Linked DNA regions of Sus scrofa: region 1 is linked to region 2. Evidence: chromatin contacts called from public Hi-C data. All regions are on one chromosome and are shown on one strand. The core of a region is the stretch at or near the end of the contact, and the rest is flanking DNA. Distances in the headings are between cores, read along the strand shown. Region 1 has its middle 550 kb from the start of ZNF608. Region 2 has its middle 400 kb from the start of CSNK1G3.

Region 1 (4,687 bases), core at 100-2,599, 190 kb before region 2:
AGCCCAAGGGCCCAAACATTTCTATTTGACCTACAGTTATTAACCTACAACTATAAATACCCATTAGGTTATTACAGTGCTAATTTAATTTCTTCCAAATGAGAAACTCTGAGTATGAAAATTGAAAGCATGTCTAGAAGGTTGGCCAGGTGTAGCCAGATTCTTTGATGTTGATCCCCTTCCCTGGATAGTTGTAGGTTCATAAAAGCTCAGTAATCTTTGAAAACTTTTCTGTCACCATTGATTCTGTTAGAATTTTTTACTGAATTTCTCACATAAACATTACATTATGAAAATAATCATTTCAGTGACAAAACGAGGTTTCAGGCTTATAATTATTATATTTTTCCCATTGCAATGTCTTCAATAGTTATTTCGTTCACTAGAAGTGAGTTTTGTTATTGTCATCTAAAAGTAATATTTTCATTCTTCAAAACTGACACATGCACACCTGAATGTTTCCTCATTTGTCTCTCATACCACTTCTAAGAAGTCTCTTGGTTTTCTTGATCATCTTTGAATTTGATCTTATAATTCTGCTTGTAGCTCACTTTAACATAAACAGAAGAATAAAGGAAGTTGTCACCAACAGAGCAGTCCACAGTTAAACAAGGCAGTAATATGTTCTAAATGTCATGAAATATATTTTACTACTCTGGCGGGGTGTGAGATCCAGATGGCAAAAACTCTAGCAGTCAAATCTTGGTATATGTGGGAATCATTAGGGTGTTTTTAAAATGTGTAGGTTCCTGGTCTGATCGCTCATGTATTCACTACAGTAGGTTTAGGTGGGAGGCAGAAGTCTACACTTGAATTTTTATCATGCTCTTAGATGGTTCTGGTTTGGTTGGTTTGCAGAGCACTTTGAGGAAAAAATGCAAAAGTGTCTACTCATAATTAATCAGCCTCTTGATATATAATTTAAGTTTTTATTTAGTTAATCCTATAGGAGAAGAGCGTTGACTTTTGTGGCTTGGAACACAGATCTAAATTTGCGACTGAGAAAAACACTTAAGTGCCCACAGTGTCCTGTGTTTTGTCCTTTCAGTGCAGTTATGAATCAAACTGGAAGCCCTTTGAAAATTTCCAATAGGCTGTGAAACACACTTTAAGAATCACTTTTCTCAGCTGTCTTAAAATTATGGCTGGATGCCCAGAAGCTGATAGTTAACAAGCATGGAAATATATCTACTTGAAATCTTACAAGTAAAAACAACTTTGGGAAGCCAGTTCCCACTTTGGTACTTGGCACTGGATGAAAGTTTCACATCCACATTGGAGATCCTCATTCAAAGACAGAGACACTTCAATATTCACATTAATTTCTTTTACTAAAAATAACAGCCAAAGAATGTGCAGCTGAAGTTGATCCCTGGCGGCATTTAGTTTGTTTACACTCTGTCTTGGCTGTGCCCATTATACATGTCTGCAGCCTTTCCACATACTTAGAGGAGCCACATAGATTATAATCTAATTATAGGGAAGTATAAAAACAAATATCTCTGCAAGCAAATACTGAAATACTTTAAAGTCAACAAAAGCTATAATTGCTCAGATTTAAAAGCAGCATGTGAGTAAGCAAATACATAGAAAAGTGTAAAATTACGTGACCTCAGGTGATTTCTGTATTTCATTTTTATACTCTTAAAACATTTTTTATTGCAGAATAATTGACATAAAAATCTGCACAGATTTGAAGTGTATATGTTTATAAGTTTTAAGATATGTGTATGCCTGTGACACTACTGCCACAATTAAAGTAATGAGCAGATCTATCATTTCCATAAATTTCTTTGTGCCCTTTTGTAATCTTCCCACTTGCTCCTTGTTCTCTGTTCATCCTCAGGCAATCATTAATCTGTTTTCTGTCTTTACACATTAGTTGATATTTCCTAAGATTATATATATGGAATCATATAATATGTATTCCATTTTGTGATTTCTTTTATTCAGCATAATTATTTTGAGATTCATCTATGTTGGTGTATATATAACTTGTATGAAATAGTATACTTTGATTTTTCTTGTCCTGACCTTTGTGCTATTTTTGTCATACTTTTACATGTTATAAACCCCACTACATTATTTTCATTTTTTGTGTAAACAGTTATCTACTACAAATATCTAAATGATAAGAAAAAAGTATAATTTACCTATTTTCAGGTTTTGAAAATTTCTCTTGATTTTTTTTTTTCCCCTATTTGACCTAGGAATTATCTAGAAGTGTATTGTTTGGTTTCTAAGTGTTTGAAGATTTTAAAGTTATCATTTTGTTATTGATTTCAGTTTTATTCTCTGGTATTTGGAGGATGCACTCTACACAGTTTCATTTCTTTTACATTTATGGACTGGGATATGGTCTGTCATGGTATGTGTTTATTTCATACACACTTGAAAAGCATGTGCAATCTGTCCTTGTGAGGTGTAGTGCTCTATTAAGATGTTGATTTGATCCTGGTTGGTGTTGTTGAATTCTGTATTCTTGCTGATTTTCTGTGTAGCTGCTCTGTCAATTATTGGGAGAGTGGTGTTGAAGTATTCATTATGGATTTGTCCATTTCTCCTTTCACTTTTATCAGTTTTGCTTCATATATTTCATAGCTCTCTTGGTAGCTGCATACACATTTAAGATTGCTACATCTTCTTAGTCTATTGACCCTTTCATCATTACATAATGTTCCTTTTGGGGGCTGGTGATTTTATTTTTTTGTACCAAAGTATACTTTATTTAATCTTAATATATCCGTTTTTACTTTATTTTTCTTAGTGTTATATTTTTTCGGTCTTTGTACTTCCAACCTGACTGTGTCACTGTATTTGTAGTGAGTGTCTTGTAGACAGCATAGAGCTGGAAGCTTTTTTTTAAAAAAAAATTTAATTTGCCATTCTCTGTCTTTTAACGAATGTGTTCAGACCATTGAGATTTAATGTAGTTATTGATATGTTAGGGCTTCGGTCTGCCATCTTTATATTTTGTTTCTTGGCTCTGTTTCATTTCTCTTCTTACCCGCATTTTTGTGAGTTACTGAAACATTTCTTAGAATATTTTTTGGAGTTATTCATGTTTTTGAGTGCATCTCTTTGTTTGGCTTTTTTGGTGGTTAGATAGAGAATGAGAAAGAGAGAGAAAGAGAGATCTATATATTTAGAGCCACATCAGACAGTGTCATGATTTTTGCATCAGCCATGAAGCCTACTTTAGAAAACTCAAGAGGAAAAACAAAACCTTTTGTATTTCTCCATATTTTTATTTACCATGTTTTTCCTTCCTGATGTTCCAAGCTTCCATCTTTTATTGTTTCTTTTTGTTTAGTGAATTTCTTTAAGTCATTCTTTTAGGGTAAGTTTGGTGACAAATAATCTTAGTTTTTCTTCATCTGAATACTTTAACTTCTTTCTTTTAGAATATTTTTACTGGGTATAGGATTCTAGGTTGACAGATATTTCCTTTTAGAACTCGAAAAATGTTGTGCCACTTCCTTCCAGCCTCAATTGTTTCTGATGAGAAATCTGCTATAATTTGAATGGCTTTCCATTAAAGATGTTATTTTTCCTCTGGTTGGTTTCAAGAATTTTTGTCTTTATTTTTCAGGAGTTCCATTATGATGTTTGGTTTTATCCTGTTTGGAGTTCACTCTGCTTCTTTATGTTCATGTGTTTTGCCAGATTTCATAAGTTTTCAGCTGTTATTTTTCCAGCACCTTTTCAGACTTGCCCTCTTTCTCTACTCCTTCTGGGACTTAATGATGCAAGTCATTGAAGCTCTCTTCATTTTAATTTTTTTAGTCAGTTTTCTCTCTGTGGTTCAGAGTGAACAATTTCAGTTTTATCATACATTTCACAAGATTTTCTTTCTTTCTTTCTTTCCTTTCTTCCTTCATTTCCTTCCTTCCTCTTCACCCACAGCATTTGGCATTTGAAAGTTCCCAGGCTAGGGGTTGAATCAGAGTCATAGCGCCAGCCAATGCTGCAGCTACAGCAACACCAGATCTGAGCTATATCTGTGACCTACACCATAGCTTGCAGCAATGCCAGATCCTTAACCCATTGGGTAAGGTCAGGAATTGAACCCACATCCTCATGGATACTAGTTGGGTTCTTAACCCACTGAGCCACAATAGGAAATCCACACAAGTTTCTTTTCTATGTCCATTCCATCTTGCTGTTGAGCCAATTTACTGATTTTTTTTACATTATTGTGTTTTCAGCTCTAAATTTCTACTTGATTTTTCTTTATTCCTTCTCCTTGATGAAACTATATTTTTTCATGTGAATTTCTATCTCTTTTCCTTTGTTTTAAGCATGTTGTTAATTGTTCTTAGACAAAGCATTTTATCAGATATGTTTTAAAATCTTTGCCAGGTAATTTTAACATCCCCGTAATCTAAGTTAGCATCTGTTGACTGTCTTTTTTCATTCTGTTGAGATTTTCCTGGTATGATGAGTGATTGTCACTTGAAACCTGAATACTTTTATGTTATTAGACTTTGGATCTTATTTAAACTTTCCATTTTACATAGTGTTCTTTCACATCACCTGAGTAGAGAGAGGGGCCACACTGCTTCATTAGGATTGGGTTAGGAATTTTAGCTTCCTACCTGGTCCTGGTGACATCATGGGAGAGGAAATTACTTACTAGTTGATAGGGATGAAACAACCAGCTTCCCTTTTTGGTCTTCTTATGTTT
Region 2 (4,491 bases), core at 541-3,040:
GTTATTTCCCCAATACATTTTCTTTTTTGTCTACTGTACAGCATGGTGACCCAGTGACACATACACGTACACATTCTCTTTTCGCACATTATCATGCTCCATCATAAGTGCCTAGACGTAGTTCCCATTGCTACACAGCAGCATCTCATTGCTAATCCATTCCAAAGGCAATGGTTTGTATTTATTAACCCCAAGCTCCCCAACCACTCCACTGCCTCCTCCTCCCCCTTGGCAACCACAAGTCTATTCTGCAAGTCCATGATTTTCTTTTCTGTACCATGTGCACTTTTAAAGTTATGTTTTATGGACTGAATTATGTCACTCACAAAATGTAATATGTTGAAGCCCTAACCTCCAAGGTGACTGTATTTAGAGATAGTGCCTTTACAGAGATAATTTAAGGTTAAATGAAATTGCAAAGGTGGGGTCCTAGTCAAAATAAAACTGGTGTCCTTATCAGAAAAGAAAGATAATATGCACTTAAAGAGAATAATATTCACTTAAAGAGAAAAGGACATGTTCGGATACAGACTGAAAGCTGCCATGTGCCAATCAAGAGAGAGGCCTCAGGAGAAACCAAACCTGATCTTGGACTTTCAGCTTCCAGAAAATAAATTGCCGTTTTATAAACAATTCAGTCTGGGATTTTTGGTTATGGCAGCCTTGGCAAACTAGCATATCATGTGTTCAAAAAATATCTAATGACATAAGAAAATCTTTATTTTTATGACATAGACAATACAGAAACCAAAACTCTCTCTCACACACACATTTACACATATAAATTCACATAAAAAGTTGAGCCTTGAACAACACAGCTTTGAACCATGAACGTCCATTATATGTGGATTTTTTTTTTTCAAGAGTACCGCAGTATTACATGATCTGAGGTGGGCTGAATCCACTGCAGATGTGGAACCACGCATAGGGAGGGCTCAGTGTGGGTTTAGACTTATATTTTTGAATGTGCAGAGGGTTATAAAACCTAACCACTTCATATTTCAAAAGTCAGCTGTGTACACAAACACACGCGCATGTAAGAGCTTTACATCAAAATTTTTCTTTGGTAAGGGTGGTTTTTATTGTCTTCCTCATAGTTATGTTTCAAGTTTTCTACAAATAATATATTTTTAAATAATTCTAAAGAAACCTTTAAAAAGTTGAACTGAAATTGTCATTTCTCAGCAATGTTAGAATACTCATAGAAAATGAAACATTATCCTGTTGACATAATAAATGTACAGAACTTTCTATTACACTACTCCATTGCCATTGTTTGTTTTTTCCTGAAAGAGTTATTTTCATAAAACAAGTTTCCTATCTCCACAAAAAAAGTTTAATATAATAAAAGGTGAAAGAATTATTGGAAAGAATTATTAAAGATGGAAAAAAAATGTGAAAAGTAATGCTGTGATGCCAAAATAGCTATTCTAAACATTTGGCTTGCTATGGCTTGCAGTTAAAATTTAAAAATAGCACTTAAATATGCGTGTTAATAACATCCAGAAGGCATTTCTTTCAAGCCTGTTTGGGCTGTTGAAGGGTTTAATTTAACCACAGCATTCATTTATGTCTAGCAGTTAAATTTTTTCTTTTAAGCTCAAAGGAACTGTGAGTTGTAACTATGATCTAATTGGTAAGGAATGAAGAATGTTTTTCATGTTTTATAGACAACATGAATCCAGATCATTTTACAGCAGTAAATTATGAAGCACTCCACTTGCTGTGTCTCCCTGTGGAAGCCAGGGCCTAGCTCATTAAACTATAAAAATAACTTGCTGGGTTCGGCAGCTCCTAGAAAGGCCCTCTGACAAGGTGGGTTATTTTTATTTCGCTAATGCACCTTCACCAGGCAGTCCAGAGCAAGTGAGATTCTTTATGGTCCCCAACTAAATCAATTTATAACTACATCTACATGTCAGAGGGGACGTGCAAAGAACCTAAACTGCTGTATAGGAAGATAATTTATTATTGATTTTTTTCAACTCTTTTTTTTAAAAGCAGCTACAATTCACCGGTTCCTTGGATCTTTTTGCAGTGCAAATGAGCTATATAACACTTCTGATGTGGCAAACCAAGTTTCTGTGGTGAAGGAAAAAGACCAGGGGTCAGAAGTGCCTGGATTCCAGATGACTTCAAGAGAAATAAAGAATGACCATAAAGTCATTTAAAAACAAGGAGCAAAAAAATCATCTGTCAGCCCTGCCCTGTTGTGAAAGATCTTAAAAAATGAAGTGCTAATGATCCGTTGTTTAAATATGCATATTAAATTACCTCTTACTTAATAAATCAGGTACTTAATTTTACTGGAAGAAAAATTACCATAAATTTCATCTTTTTCTGCTGGCCTTAAAGAGTCAAATAACCACTTGTAAGTAATCCAACGATCTTTCCCAAAGCTCAGGAATGAAGGGAGTTAGAAAAAGACTGTGACACAAAATCTGTAGCCTGCAGAGCTTCCCACTGAGCCCTGAAATGATGGATTCTGATCCCTTTACTCTGGTTCTGCAGTGAACACTCTTGTGAGGAATTCACAGTTTCAGCAGCAGTTTCAACTGAACATGCTTCCTTTTCCATGACTGGAATCAGGGCAACGTACTAAGACGGCAGTTTCTAAATTCCACCTACCAGAGAGTTACTGTACATCTATACTTTGTTTTTATTTGACTTTGTAAATGTAATCTCTGTCATCAGAATATTGGCAGGATTCACTGGTAAAATATTCCTGAAGACTACTGAAGAATAATTATCCTGTGGTATAGATTGCGACAAAGTGAAAATGCAAAAAGCCTCATAAACACATTGCAGAGCATTTGAGCAGAAAATCTACCAAAATTCTCCATGGTTCCCACTGCCATTCTTAATATCCCATGTAACCCCAACTGTCAGTGTTATTTTTATATTTCACAAAATTGTGTAAACTTGTTAAAGGCTAAATCTTACTCATAAGTAAGTTGTGCTTTTCCTCCCTTAAGATAGAAAAGTAACTTTTAAAATATAATGCTTTTGTAAGTAAATGAGAATCATGGAATTTTGGCCCCTTGTATGGTCTTATACTCTTGGAATCAGAATATCTGAATTGAATCATGGATTCACCACTTACTAATTTCTTTTTGTTTAGGATTTTTTGTTTTATATCTTGGACTTGGCACTTTTTTTTTTTTTTGGTTTCAGAAACTGTAAAATAGCAATAATAAAAATAACTCCTGTATCTACCAGGAGTTATTTTTAATGCAATTATAAATGGAATTATTTTCTTAATTTCTCTGATAGTTTGTTTTAGTGTATAGAAACACAACAGATTTATGTATATTGATTTTATATTCTGCATTTTTACTGAATTTTTTAGTTTTAAGTTTTTAGTGAAGTCTTAAGGATGTCTATATATAATGTCATGTCATCTACAAGGAATGACAGTTTTAGTCTTCTGTGCCAATTTGGATGCAATTAATTTATTTTTCTTGCTTAATTGCTTTGACTAGGACTTCCAATACTGTGTTGGATAAAAGTGGTTAGAGTGGATGTTTTTGTCTTGTTCCTGATCTTAGAAAGCTTTCAACTTTTCACCATTTGGGTATTGTGTTAGCTCTCAGATTGTCAGATATACCTTTCCTTACTTATGTTGAGGTATGTTTTCTATATACCCACTGTCTTGAGAGTTATTTTTATCATAAATGGATGTTGAATTTTATCATATGCTTTTTCTGCATGTACTGTGAGATGATCAGATGAGTTTTATCTGTTCATGTCATATAGCATGTTGATTTGGAGATGGTCAACCATCCTTGCATCCTTGGAATAAGTACCACTTGATCATAGTGTATGATCATTTCAATGCATTGTTGAATTTGGCTTCCTAACATTTTGTTGATGGTTTTACATCTATGTTCACTTGTGGCATTGGCCTGTAATTTTCTTTTCTTGCAGTGTCCTGGCCTTATAAAATGCGTTTGAAGTGTTCCCTCCTCTTCTATTAATGGAAGAGTTAGAGAAAGAATAGTATTAATTCTTGGAATGTTTTGTAGAATTCACCATGAAGCCATCTGGTCTTGGACTTCTGTTCATTGGGAGATTTTGATAACTGATTCAGCCTTCTTACTAGTAACTGATGAATTGACTATCATAAGATCAGTCTGGAAGGTTGTATATTTCTAGGAATTTATCCATTTCTTCTAGATTGTCAAGTTTCTTGGCATGTAATTATTCCTAGAAATCTCTTACTTCCTTTTTGATTTCTGTGGTATAGGTTGTAATGTGTCCTCTTTCATTTCTGATTTTGAATCCTCTCTTTTTTTCTTGGTGAGTCTAGATGATGATTTGTCAATTTTATTTATCTTTTTCAACCTTATTTATCTTTTCAAAGAATCAGGTTTTGGTTTTATTAATCTTTTCTATCGTTATCGTTTGTTATCGTTATCGTTTGTTTCATTAATTTCCACTCTATCATTTTTATTTCCTTCCTTCTACTAACTTTAAGCTTAATTTGTTCTT

Evidence for each region. Hi-C and Micro-C count contacts between places; a contact is called where the count stands out from the background.
Region 1: a Hi-C map of skeletal muscle shows a contact between it and region 2, with 4 times the contacts expected there. The contact joins two enhancer-like sites. A contact is called at or near these places in 2 of 47 Hi-C or Micro-C datasets (both in skeletal muscle) and 1 of 2 datasets of contacts at active chromatin or transcription factors (skeletal muscle).

Annotation. Positions count from the first base shown.
Region 1 is chr2:127,601,048-127,605,734 of Sscrofa11.1, reverse strand. No RefSeq gene overlaps it. Among named protein-coding and RNA genes, the nearest start is that of ZNF608, 550 kb to the left of the region's middle. Within about 2 kb of position 1,349, at least 2 of the 83 cell types and tissues checked have an H3K27ac peak or open chromatin away from gene starts, as enhancers often do. A contact at or near this core is called in skeletal muscle, where this site is marked.
Region 2 is chr2:127,412,605-127,417,095 of Sscrofa11.1, reverse strand. No RefSeq gene overlaps it. Among named protein-coding and RNA genes, the nearest start is that of CSNK1G3, 400 kb to the right of the region's middle. Within about 2 kb of position 1,790, at least 10 of the 83 cell types and tissues checked have an H3K27ac peak or open chromatin away from gene starts, as enhancers often do. A contact at or near this core is called in skeletal muscle, where this site is marked.